2 separate regions of the Macaca mulatta genome follow, and region 2 is linked to region 1. A link is a contact called in public Hi-C data. All regions are on one chromosome and are shown on one strand. The core of a region is the stretch at or near the end of the contact, and the rest is flanking DNA. Distances in the headings are between cores, read along the strand shown. Region 1 has its middle 84 kb from the start of LRRC8D. Region 2 holds the start of LRRC8C (leucine rich repeat containing 8 VRAC subunit C).

The links. A called contact is a pair of places that touch in the nucleus more often than the background predicts.
Region 2: a Hi-C map of fetal cortex germinal zone shows a contact between it and region 1, with 4 times the contacts expected there. The contact joins the promoter of LRRC8C here to the enhancer-like site in region 1. A contact is called at or near these places in 5 of 14 Hi-C or Micro-C datasets (CD4 T cells, fetal cortex germinal zone, fetal cortical plate and 2 more).

What each region holds. Positions count from the first base shown.
Region 1 is chr1:150,883,752-150,890,582 of T2T-MMU8v2.0, forward strand. No RefSeq gene overlaps it. Among named protein-coding and RNA genes, the nearest start is that of LRRC8D, 84 kb to the left of the region's middle. Within about 2 kb of position 3,925, at least 7 of the 40 cell types and tissues checked have an H3K27ac peak or open chromatin away from gene starts, as enhancers often do. A contact at or near this core is called in fetal cortex germinal zone, where this site is marked.
Region 2 is chr1:151,014,162-151,020,992 of T2T-MMU8v2.0, forward strand. It overlaps LRRC8C (leucine rich repeat containing 8 VRAC subunit C), which reads right to left and starts at 3,190. Exons shown (of 3, transcript NM_001257603.1): 1 at 3,034-3,190. LOC114677359 reads left to right here and starts at 3,145. Exons shown (of 5, transcript XM_077953100.1): 1 at 3,145-3,703; 2 at 4,151-4,342. The coding sequence starts at 3,145. The coding sequence ends at 3,561.

The sequences.
Region 1 (6,831 bases), core at 2,675-5,174:
CCTTTCTTTTTGCTTGTCCCTTTAGGGCACAACTATCACAGTCCAGGTTTTCTTTCTAATGCTGCCCTTCTTCTTCTTTTGTTTGTTTGTTTGAGATGGATTCTCACTCTGTTGCCCAGCCTGGAGTGCAGTGGCATGATCTCAGCTCACTGCAACCTCTGCCTCCTGGGTTCAAGCGATTTTCCTGCCTCAGCGTCCCAAGTAGTTGAGATTACAGGCATGCACCACCACGCTCAGCTAATTTTTGTATTATTAGTAGAGATGGGGTTTCACCATGTTGGCCAGGCTGGTCTTGAACTTCTGACCTCAAATGATCTACTCTCCTCAGTCTCCTAAAAAGCTGGGATTACAGGCATGAGCCACTGTGCCCAGCACGCTCTTCCTTTATAATTTGGTAGATTGGGCCATGGTGGGAGTTCTCGAACTTTAATAATAATGATAAAAAAAAAAACTCCCAAGAAGTTTGTTTTAAATGCAGATTTGTCAGGTCCTGCCCAAATCTATGGAATCAGAATTTCTGGAGTGGTATACGGGAATCAGCATTTTACCAATCCCTCTGCTACCTCCTCCTCCCCTAAGATCCGAAGTCAAACGGTTCACAGAACACATATCATAAAACGTGGTGCTGAAGGAGGCCTTGAGCCCTTGTCTTGGTCACTCAGGCTGCTATAACAAAACACTGTAAACTGGATGACTTATAAACAACAGCAATTTAATTCTCACAGTTCTGGAGGCTGGAAGTCCAAGATCAGATATGGTGTCTGGTGAGTGCTCACTTCCTGTTTCCTAGAACAGTCCTTTTCCCCGGTGTCCTCACCTAGTGAAAGGGGCAGATAAGCTCCCTTGGGCTCTTTTATAAGGGCACTGATCTCACTCATGAGCCCTCCACTTCATGACCTAATCACCTCCCAAAGGTCCCACCTCTTAATACCATCACCTTGGGGTTTAGATCTCAATACATGAGTTTTGGAGAGACACAAACATTCAGACGACAGCTGTCCCTTTTTTTTTTTTATGTTGAGAGTTCTTTATATATTTTAGATCAAGACCTTTCTTAGATATGTAATTTCTAAATATTTTCTTCCTGTCTGTAATTTGTCTTTTGATCCTTTGTCCAAGGTCTTTCACAGAACAAAAGTTTTTAATTTTGATGAGATCCAATTTATAAATTTTTCTTCTTATGGCTCATGCTTTTGATGTCAAGTCTAAGAACTTTGCTTAGTCCTACACCCCAAAGATTTTTCTCTTATATAGTTGTATGTTTATGTTTGAGTCCATGATCCATTTTGAGTTGATTTTAGTATTGGTTTAGGTCCAATTGCTCCAGCACCATTTATTGAAAAGGCTATTTCTCCTCTATTGCATTGCTTTTACTTCTTTGTCTAAAATTAATGGGAATTTTGAGTGGGGCTATATCTGTGTTCTCTATTCTGTTCCACTGATTGCTTTGCCTGTTCCCTCTACCAGTACCATACTGTCTGGATACTGCAATTACATATTGGGCCTTAACATTGGGAAGAGTGATTCTTCCCACTTTATTCTTGTTTTTAGTTTTTTTTGTTTGTTTTCTTTTCTTTTTTTTGTTTTGTTTTTGTTTTTGTTTTTTAGCAATTCTTCGGTCTTTCCCTTTCCATCCAAATTTTAGAGTAAGCTTGTCTATGTCTATGAAAAAAACTTATTTAAATTTTGATAGTAATTGCATTAGCATGATGTAGTTACAGAGATGAAGCTGTGTGGAATAGTTGGGCAGCCGTAGTTGCTATATGATTTGTTAATAAACTTTGATCCTTCTAGAATCCTAGAACCAGAGAGGACTCAACACTTTAAACTGACTCCAGGGAACATTGTAAGATCTTGGGGGTTCATACACTGTGTTTAGGAAAACAGAGCTGTCTTAAGAGAAGTTGTACGTACTTCTGTGAGTACCGAATGTTCTCTCTTATGGCTGTGAGAACCAAATGTTTACTTAGGTAAAATTGATCTTCACCTCTACTTTACCAGGGAAGGAAGAGCTGAAGGACCCTGGGGATGATTGAACAAAAGCCTCTCACCAGCACGCTCAGGAATTGTCCTGAGGGCAGCAGGAGGAGTGGTAATTCTGCAAGAGAAGGTGGCTTTGTTGAAAGCCTTTAAATTCAGCTTCATTACTCGCCAGTCTCCTTCCTTGTGTTCTGACCATATTTCTTATCCATTAGGCAGCCAGCTGTTAACATGAGATCCTCCTGGTTTTGCATTCTTTTCTGCAATGCTGACACTTCCTTCTAGTCACACCCTTTGGCGCTCTAATCTGTGATCTTAGTTTTAGTCAGTGATGAAGATATTTCGCACATTAACTCTTATTTCAGTTAACACCAGATGAAGTGAACTCAACTCCTCTTCTCTTCTCACACAAAAGTTGGCCCCAAACTAGTTCAAAAATATCTTTGAATTCTTTCTTGGCTAGTGTCAGTTATTTGTGTCCCTTTAGTGATCTGATTAATATTGGCTTTTGTGATGGCTGTCACGTCAAGACAGCTGCAAGCATTGTTAAAGAAACATTTGATAAGAGGGACTACTTACCTGGAATTCACCCCCAGACCACTGAAATCTTAACTACTGTTGACAGTTTTGTGTATCCTTTAAGGAGTTCTTTAACTCTGAATTCTATAGAGAAAATAAAAAGATTTGTTGAAAATGACTGACCCCATGTGGGTTGAGAACTATATCCAGTTAACTAAACTGTAAACAGCTAACTGAATCTGTTAACAGTTAAGTATGTTATCTATAAAATAAGCTTCAAGTAGCACTATGTGTTGTAACTTCTTGGTGCCTCTAAATTAAGAGTTAAACCCTTAGATCTGGCTAAGGAAGTGACTTTATCCTAGCTCAAAGGAGGCCTTTTCCTCAACTCTTCCTCCATTATTTTTATTCTCTATTGTTTACTTATCATCTCATATGTCCCCTGTCATGTTACTTTGGAATCATTTCTTCGAGATGCAAACTGCAGCTGATGTGGTCATTGGATCTACTGCAGCCCCCACCAGGTGTTCACTTCTGGTGAGAGGTATATCCAGGGCCTGAGTGCTGGAATCCAAAGATGACAAAGGTGGAGCATTGCTGAGTTAACCTCGCAGCTGGAGGGTGTGTGCTGCATATTCTCCCCTTGGGCCATGAGAGCACATGCTTGAGAATTACACAAGCCTGTAGCAGGGCAGGGCTCAGGGCTATGGAATTGATAACACCAGTGGGACTAAGGCATCCACCATCTGTTCTTTGTTATGTTCATGCCCATCACCAAAGTAAAAATCACAGTCATCCTTCTCTCTACCATTTCTGTCTCAATCAATCACTTCCTCCTAGGCTGGCCAAATTATCTTCTCCAACTTGCCAGAGGAAGAGGGAATGTCTTTTGGTAAGGCACAGAGGAGCCCTCGGTTTTCCAGTTACACTCCTGCTAATTGCAGAGAGTTCTCAGTTCTTGGTAATCATGGAGGCTTGCATCTTTAAGCGCGTGCCATCTGCAAAAACTGGCCCCAGTTGCTATCTGGAGATGGCGTCTCCCACTGAGATCTGCATGAACTTTGTCCCTGTAGGCTACAGGGATCTAAGTAGTTTTCAAGTCCCTGGCTTTTGATAGGAAGCAAAAAGCTTCCAGATTGAGTACAGCCTGAAAAAGGAAGAGAATTTGTTGATACTTCCTGTGTTGCGATAACAAATACCCAACCTAACTGCTGCTAGATAGGGGCTGGCAGTTCTCTTCATGCTCACTATGGAGGCAGGGCGGGGAGAGTGGGAGTGGGGAGCTCTCCCGTCATGCAGGCTCCATTCATAGAACACTTCCTAAAAACCCCTTCCTGCCTTTGTAATCCTGGGGATGCAGAGCTGCCCTGTCTGCTCTGTGCAGAGCCCTGCCTGTGCTCTGCCTCGCCGGTGCCCTCTCTAATTGCCCTCTTCCTTACAAAATCCAGCTGCTGGTTGAGGCTTCTCTCCCTGTATTTACAGCCGTCTAATCAGCTGGTAATTTACTTTCAATCAGTGCCAGATTGTGTTCCTCAGATTCATATCTCCTATTTCATTTAGTGAGGAAATGATTGCCTTTCCTCTTTACCATTTGTTTTAAATACTAGCTGCCATGTTGTGCCGAGTAATGGTCTCTTAAATACCAAGGTATGACCTGGCAGTTCAAGACAGCATTTGTCCAAAGCTATCTAAACACTTACAGTGTGCTCGAGGCAAGTCGACATGCTTGGGACTGGGGTAGCATCTGTCATGCCGTCTCATGCCCAATAACTTAAGTTCTTCAGTTGTCAGTGTCAAATCTTGATTTCTAGAGGCTCCTTGTTATTTAATTCCAGCCAGGAACTGATTTCCTTGCGGGCTTCTGTGAGGCCATCCTGAATGGCTGCCGTGGGGTGAGGATGATCTGGGGCTGTGCTATGAGGTTCTGACCCTGAAGTTTCACCTGTTAAGGTCTGAAAAAACTGCAGGCCATGAACATTAACAGGTTGTTTTTGTGGCTTGTGGGGCAGGTTGAGTAGCACAGAAGAGAAGCTGGGGAGATGGAGAGAGAGTAGGCAGGGGGAGAGTCAGAGATGAAATGAGTGACCAATGGGTCAGTTGAGGCTCACCCACGCAGACCTGCTCTTAGGCACATCTTGAATGTGTCCCTGGACATGCTCTTACATGTAAATGGTGTTAGTAAGTCTCATTCTAGAAAGGGATTTCCTTTCTGCTGAGAAGCACTTTCCTAGTAGGACAGGATCAGGGCTGAAGAACTTTTGACCCCTGCCCACTCTCTAGCTATTTGTTATTAAAAATCTTCCTGCCAGCTAGTCACAGTGGCTCAACCCTGTAATCCCAGCACTTTGGGAGGCTGCAGTGGGCAGATCACTTGAGCCCAGGAGTTTGAGACCAGCCTGAGCAACATGGCAAAACCATATCTCTACAAAAAAATAGAAAAATTAGCTGGGTGTGGTAGTGCGCACCTGTGGTCCTAGCTACTCAGAAGGCTGAGGTGGGAGGATCACCTGAGCCCAGGGCGGTTGAGGTGGCAGTGAGCCGTGATGGTGCCACTGCACTCCAGCCTGGGTAACTGTGAGATCCTGTATCAAAAAAAAAAAAAAAAAAAAAAAAAAAAAATCTTCCTGCTGTCTCTGGAGAGCCTGAGGATTCCTCCCTTCTCCCAACTTCCCATACTTCTTTTATTTGTTTGGCTCGTTTTCAAGGGCATTCTAGCATTTCTCTAAAGGAAGGGCTTAGTGGTGGCCATCTGTTTGAAGCCCTGACGTGGGTAGAACGATGCTAGAGGACTTGTTTCAAAGCTGCCTGGCAGAGCATGTATGCTCTTTTCCTTTGCAGGAAAGGTAGGTTAAGGGCACAGCTCCTGCAAGCAGCCTGCCTGAGTTCAACTCCTGCCTGAGTTCACTCGGCTTAGTGAACCCAGACAAGGGTCTTGACCTCCATGTACCCCAGTCTCTCTATGGACTTAGGATAGTAATAATAGGATTCTTGTGATGATTAAATAAAATAATGACTGTTAAGTTATCTTATGATAACTGTGCTTGGTACATGAATATTGAATAAATGTTAGTTTTTACTATGAGGTTGCTGGTGATGGGGTGCGGGGAGTAACAGAAATCATAGGGAAGGCTCCAGCTCCTCCAGAGCACCCCTAGTGGTGCCTTTGCTAAACACTCTTCACTGTTTTCGGACTCAGTTGAAACAGAATTTTCTCCACAAGGCGTTCCTCTCTACCTCCCCGCCTTCAGACTCTGAGTCAGGCATCTGCCTCTATGCTTCCCAGAACCCTGTGCTCACAGACACTCACCCTTTTCACCTCAGTTTAACTTGACCTCTGTAAAGACCCTGTTTCCAAATAAACTCATATTGGGAGGTACTGGGGGTCCAACATATCTTTTTGAGGGACCACAGTTTAACTGTAACACTGACCAAGCAGAATAACTGGTTGAGGAGGAATAGAAGTGGAATGGATTGTCATCTGAGAGTCTGAAATGGCTAAGGATATCTGACCTTCTGACATGCTCTCAAAACTCTCCTGGAAACATTTGGATGTTTCAGAAAAAGAGAAAGAAAAACTCACAGGTATAACCTAAAGACCTGATCTAAAGACTCATTCATGAGAGATAGAGGACTTTCAAAAATAAAATTCTGATAACACAAGTGAAAGTGATTCTGAACAAAGGGAGCGTCTGGCTGCCAAGAGAGCTCTTTGGTGAGTTCCTAAAGGGTCATGAAGAACTGTAGGAAGGAGGAGTACATAATCAAGACAGAATATAACCTGCAAAAAGAAGCAGAGTGTGAAATACATTTTATAAAAATTCTAAGGGCAATAAAATGGGCTTTGTTAGACGTATATAGAGCAAAGAGAACAATGTGGAGCAGGCACCACATGGGGCAGAAGATTTATGTCAGCAGATGACTATGGGCAGCAGCTGTCAATTTTGTTCTAAATTCTTCAATAGAATAATTTCCAAATTGTAAAGGCTGATCAAAGATGGGCAAAGATGAAAAGACGTCAAATATAGATGAGGTGATACAAAGGAAGCACTAGCTGTCTTAAATGAGCTCAAATATTTATACTAGACTAGAGGTCGGCAATTTTTTTCTATAAAAGTGATATTTTAGGCTTTGCAGGCCATATGGTCTTGGTTGAAACTACTCAACTCCACTGTTATAGTGTGAAGGCAGTCATGGACAGTTGGAAATAGGCATGGCTGTGTTCCAATAAAACTTTATTTACAAAAATAGGCTGCTAGCCAGATTTGCGCTGGACTGCAGTTTGCTGATCCCTGCACTAAAGCAATGACAACCCAGACAACTGAGAGAACTTGC
Region 2 (6,831 bases), core at 1,940-4,439, 130 kb after region 1:
CGTTTGTATAATCATATAAAGAGTGAATCACTGATAGCAATGACTAATCACTACATGCATGTAAAATATACATAAAGTGAAATACAGCAGAAATTTCTACCAGTGCTACGATACACTGGTGTTTATCTTTACTGAGCACCTACTGGGTGACAGAAGCTGTCCTTTACATGCACTATTACAAGTAATCCATACAGTGATCCAGCTAAGGAGGCCTTATTAACCCCATTATACAAGAGGAAACCAGGGTTCAAAGAAGTTGAATAATCTGAGCTCATTTGCACTCCTACTGCGCAGTAGAGTCCGAATTTGATAGCAGCTTTTTCTGGAGGCCATTCTCTTTACTCCATGCCAAACTAGAATGATTCAAAAGGAATCAAGTAGATTCAAGGATACCTCCATGGTTATGTAACCCTCATTAGTTGTAATATGCTTTCATGAGTGATCTGGAATTGGAGATACAGCCAACACTCCAGAAATGAAGTATAAAATCTTGGGAGTGTGTTACAGCCCATGAGACCATCATTGTCATGCCAGTGATAATAGCTGATGGGCAGGAGTAAATTGTCCGCTAAGGTTAAGCTCTGGATCAGTCATTTAATAGAAATCAGTGGCAAGAACATGGGTTTTAGAAACAGATGGCCTTGATTCAGAATTGGAATTCTGTTATACGGAAAATGCTGGGCAGAAAACTTTACAATCTCTGTTTCCTCATATAGTCATTATGGTGAGTTAACAAAAAATTTATATAGAAAAAATAAGCAGCTTTGAATAATTTTTTTAAAAAGTATATCATTAAGACTAAGGCGGCTTGACTTCATTCAGGCACTAACTTAGCTGTATAGTCTTTGGCCAAGTCAGAAACTCTGAACTTCCTTTTTTGTAAAATGTAGATGGTACCATCTACCTTAGGGGTTCGTTGTAAGAACCTGAGATAATGTGTATTAGGTATCTAGCATGCAGCTACATTATGTTATAGAAATGTACCATATTAAATCGTTAACACAATTCTTGGCAAAATATAGTTTCCACCTCATTTCATTTTAAACCTGGGCTTGCTCTATTATAATGTTATAGGTGACTATAAATAATACTATAGACTATTAAAAATCATAACAAATTGGTAAAAATTGAACACCTGGGAGTTAAACATATTTCTAACTTTGTATTGTTTTTTAAAAGATAAACTTCATGGAAATAAAGTGCAGCATTTTCATTCATTTATCTTACAGCTCCGAACGCATTATTTTCACTAAAAGCATTCCCTTTTAAAAACACATTTCACTAAAGTGCTTAATCTGAGAAATAATAGATTAGTACTATTAATAAAGGCTTGATTTTATTAATAAGAAAATTGTTAAATATGCTTGGTATCTCTGATACAATTCTTGGGTTGATGAGTCCGGTCTGTGGCCAACCTATTAAGTGAACCATGGCAAATATCCATCTTTGCAAAACTGCCCTACATCCCCCTCAAAGGCAACAAACTGACCCGAAGACAGAATTTGTTAATCACTCCAGAGGAAAGCAAACCAATAGCCCTGGCCTTCCCTATTAAAGCGAGTCATAAGAAATACAAATATCCTAGACTAAAGCTGTATACATTTAATGTTTGTTTACACACTTAACACATTGTTTATGAATTGAGCAAGTTTTGTGCAGTTTAGATTATGTTTTGGGTTTTCAACAAATTATTTAAAAATAAACAGAATGTATAAATGTATAAAAATGATTGGCTCTCGCCAGAGAGATTTTGTAGCGTTGTGCTAACCAAGAGGACTACTCCACTTTTACTCCTTTTTCGTCTAAATGACATCTTAATGACCTGCCCACGCTGAAGCCTCATCCATGCTTTGGGAAACCACCACATACCTGTCGGGAAATGTGACTGTTGGTTAAGGCTACATTTCTCACACTACCGCGAAAGAAGTATGTGACTTAAATAGGGCCGTAATTTCCTTTACCTATTCCTTCCCTCAAAGGCTGCTTTAAATGGAGGTAATTCAAGCCTCCCCGTGCCAAACGCCGGCACTCCCACAAAGATGGATTGGTTCTTATTTTTTACTTTAAGGAGGATGGGAACCTGAAAATGTTTCCTAACGTTTGCTGAGGCTTTAACATGCTTAAGGAATTTGAAAACAAGGCAAGTTTGGCCGTAACACTCCGAAATATCCGCATTAGGATGCGGGCTAGGTGTCCGGCTATCGCAAAACTACGGAGGATGCAAGGTTTGGAAGAAACTGTTTGGACTTTGCTGTATACCGGGCAGGCGTGGGGGGTTGGGGAGGGAAGAACTGGCTGAGGGAGAAAAGAAAGGCATTCGCGTCCACAGAACACATCCTAACGCTCCTGAGTTGCTAACTCCATCCCTAATCATCTCGTTGGTGGAACCAGCTGGAAAGGGAAAGATCAGCGAGCCTCGGCGTGGGATGAAGGCAGCGGTCTTGGCCTCAACCGCTGGCCTAGACACCTGGCTTCTGGGGCCCGCCCGATCGAGCTGAACCCCCTCCCCTTCAGTCCTGCAGGTGAGCACACGGTGCTCTCACGTTTCTTCGAGAAACCTTCCAATTCCTCTGCCTCCCCAAAAGTGCTAACTTCAAGGGTTCGGAGGTGGCAGGGGGGTGGCAGACCGGAAAGGACAGGCCCCGGGGTCTCAGGGATTTTCGAGGTAGGAAAGAACGACGATCGCCCCGGCCACGGACGCATTTTCCCTCGCGGACCGCCCCCCGCCCCCGTGCCCAGTCTGCACGACCTGCCGCGGCCGCGCGGCGCTGGGCGCCGGGCTGGGGTCCTAGCGCGGCCGCCGGGGCTAGCGTGGATTGGGTGGGGTAGGGGTTGGCGGGCTCCTGAGCCGCAGTAGCGGATGGTTCCCGGCACCACACGCCGGGCGGGCAACCACATTCTGACTGAGAGCCGGGGGGAGGCAGGGACGCGAGTGAGGCGGGGCGAGTCCTGGTGCGGCGCGCCCGGCAGACCGAGCGGGTGGCCCTCTGCGGGCTGCCCCTCTCCATCCCTCCGCGGATCCCCCGCCCTTACCTCCGGGCGCGAGGGTGTCGGCTGCAGAGGGTCCTAGGGAGCAGCGAGCTGCCTGGGGGTCGGGCTCAGCGGCTGCCAGCGACGGCGGGGTCTCTCGCGGGACCGCTGCTCATGGCTTGTAGCGCCAGAGCACTGCAGCCGCGGCCACGGCGGCGCCCTCCTCCTCGTTCTCTTCGCGGGCTTCCAGCCGGGACGCAGCTAACGCCCCAGCCCCGCAAGCCCTCCTCCCCTCCGCCTCCCCGGCCGCGGACGGAGCCGCCTCCAGCACCGCCCCGCGCGCAGCTGGGCCAGCGGCAGCCAGCGCCGCCCAGCGCCCGGCCCTGGGGTCGCTACCGCCAGCCGAGTCGACTCCGCGGTGCCAGCCCCGCTGTGACGCAGGCCGCGCTGCCCGGGAACTTCCTCCCCTGCAGAGACCACCCCGCGCCCAGGACCCGCCAGCGAGGGCTGCCGCCCGCCGCCGGGGGCTTTCTCCAGGACTGGGAGAGAAATCCTGTCTCCGCTTCGCGACGCGGCCACTCCCACCCCTGAGACGCCCACCTGGCGGGCTCTGCGTGGGGGGATTCGGCTGCGTCTAATACCACCTCCACCACTCATCCCTAACAATTCGCGGAAAACCACAGGCGGCTGTGCGCGAAGGCGTCGGCTCAGCCACCGCAGCTCCTCCCCCGGGGTAAGTTAGAGGGGAGCAGCCACCACTAAAAATAGCCCTTCTGGGAACTCCTCCGAAGGCCAGGGTCAGAATGAAGATAACCCCTCCACAGGAGAAGCGAAGGCCTCCTAAAAGAAGGGTGGGGAGGGGACGGTGGGATACACTGAGGGAGATGGAGAAGGAGAAAAGCAAAACCCAATATCCTTGGATCACGAAGCTCTTGAGCCCCTTGACAACCATGTCTCCTTTCAGGCCGGAATCCCCAACTGCACCGCCCCTGCAAGACGGGCTAAGCGGCAGATTCCGGGGAGATTCAGTTGGAATGCCCCGCCTACAGCTCCCGCATAAAGGAGTTGACGGTGCACAGCAAAACCACCTGTTATTTAGCGAGTATGGGGGGAGGGGTTCTCCCTCATTGATTGATCTGAACTGTGCTTTTCTTCTCCCCGTTTTCCTACCCAATTTCAGGATGAAAAAGCAAACTGACGTCTTGAAAGCTGGCAGCTCTCTGTATGGAAAATCTCTTCCCAGTGAAAAAATGTACAGACAAGATTACTAAGTAACAGTCTTCTGGGAATGCCTTATCAATGCCAGCTATTTGAAGAGCACCCAAAGTCAAACTAGTGCTCCGCACTGGCAGTCTGGAAAAGACAGATGTATGTGAGTAGAGAAACTGATAGACAACTAGTGCTGACCAGTTGGCCTGTTTTCATACTACAAGCCTTCAGAAAGCAGTCGCCTCCTTTTACTATGTTTCTATTTCTAAACCAAAATGAAAAGGACATTTGTTCAAAAGATATTCTCTTGGGCTTTACATTGCTTTCCCCCTGCTCACTCAGCAAAATCCTACACTTTTTTTTCCAATTCCAGTGCTGCTGTTGGGTGTCCTTCCCAGAAGACAATCTTAAATTCTCTTAGGCCTTAGGAGCTGAATCTAACACCAGTCTTAATTAACCTAGAACAAGACAAAAATTTAGGTCGTGGCTTACCTCCTAGTCAGCAGGTGGGAAAAATTCCTAGAGAGTCTGGGGGAAAAAGGCAAAGGCTAACTTTAGCAATTTGCTTAAAAACAAACAAACAAAAAAAATTCAAGTACCTTGTAAGTCACCAGGGTAGATGCAGCAATACTCTCTAAGGTAGTTTTACCTCTTCAATTCTCTTACCTTACCTGAATTTAAACACAGTGAGGCTCTGACCTTACCTGAATTTAAACACAGAAGTACCAAGGTTACAACCCTCCTGTGGAGGGCCTTATTCTGCTCTCTAATACACTTCTGGCTTTGTACCACTGGCACCTGACCACAAGCTTAGGCATCCCTGAAATGTTCCCTTGCTACCCAGTGTCAAGGAACCATTGAACCTTAGACTTTGTACTCAGGTGAACCAGGATTAAATCCCTGCTCTTCCAGTTTAAACTTAGGAAATTTACTGTTCTTTTTACCTGCCCCCTCCCCCCGACCCACATCCCCTTATCATCAGTATAGGTATAGTAGTACAGGGTGCTGTGAGAATTAGCTAATATGCTCAAATCACCAAGAACAGTGCCAAGCACTTTGTAAGTAGTCAGTAAATGAGAGCTACTATCGTACTTACTACTCTTCATCGAAAGCAAAAGAACCAGGAATAGCAAAAAGGTTTGGAAACCTGGGATCTGAATCCCCTGCAAGTTGAGTCCACCCCAAGTTGCTTTATTGCAATACTTTTGGCTACTCTGTGTCTGCCTTCTAATTGGATCAACTGGGTAGTTTTTCACGTGTAGGCAGGTAATTCACATGCACGTTAATGCTTGAAAGCTACTAGTCTAAAAACTATGCTACACGGCTTAGTTCACTTTTTCTTGTTTTGTAGCATGTAAACCTTAAACCTAGTCATCTCATCTCAGTCCATCTAATTCACATCAACATCCACACTTAGCAAGCTCTCTGTAAAGGACTGGGAGAATTAGCAATCAGTCAACTTGAGGGAGGGTCTTAAATAAGTACAAGGCTTATTCTCTGACTTCAGGGTGTTCATAGTTCATGGGAGAGGGAATCACGCATACACACAAACCAGAATAAACCATTTTGAAGTAAATGTGCTTAAAGTTCAGCACATCTCCAGAAAGGAGAGGGTACTGTGAGCTAGATGAACTGGGTACACAGTCTCTGTCTTGACCTTTCACTTTATACCCAATTCTTTAGGCTAAATTTTGACATTCTAATTGGACTTCCAGAGTGAGTAGTTCCAACACTAAAGACTCTACGTAATTATCAGATAACCATGTACAGGTTGGTGATAGGAGCAGAAGTAGATATTTCTGGGCCATGTGGGGCTGTGGTAAGGGATTTGGAATGAAATAGGTCTGGGCTTAACTCTTGTATTGCTAGCTGTGAACTTCAGTTTCCTCATCCGTCTATTGGAATATAGCTACCTTTTAGGGTTGTGGTGAGACTTAGAATATCTGTAACCCCTCTAGTGGGTTGTATGATAACAGCAATTATGTTATATTGTTGTTTTGTTGTTAGCTGTAAGAAAACTGAGGCTGGGTTGAGTTATTCCTTGAAGGCATAATTAATTAATTAATTAATTCTGAGACAGAGTCTCACTCTGTGTGAACTCCACTCACTGCAACCTTCACCTTCCAGGTTCAAGCAATTCTGCCTGCCTCATCCTCCTGAGTAGCTGGGATTAACAGGTACCCACCACCATGCCCAGCTAATTTTTTTTTTTTTTTTTTTTTAGTAGGGATGGGTTTTCACCATGTTGGCCAGGCTGGTCTCAAACCCCTGACCTCAGGTGATCCACCCGCCTTGGCCTCCCAAAATGCTGGGATTATAGGCATGAGCCACCAGGCCCGGCCTGAAGGCATAATTTAAAAGTCACCTTCTCTATGAAGCCTCCACAGTTTCTAGGCAAGTGTAACCCTTCCTTGTGTGACCACAGCACTTACCATGGTATGCTCTCATTTGTCTCTTTACATGCTTCTTCACTACAGAGTCTGGGAGCCTCTCCAGGGCAGGGCTGTATCTTGATTCACTTTTATGTCTATTATTGACACCCTGCACAGGACCTGATATTAAATATTGAAATAATGAGTTTTTAAATGTCTCAATTTCTTGCATTGGTTCTGACTTTCAATATAACTTTTACTATTCTACAGGCGCTAAAAC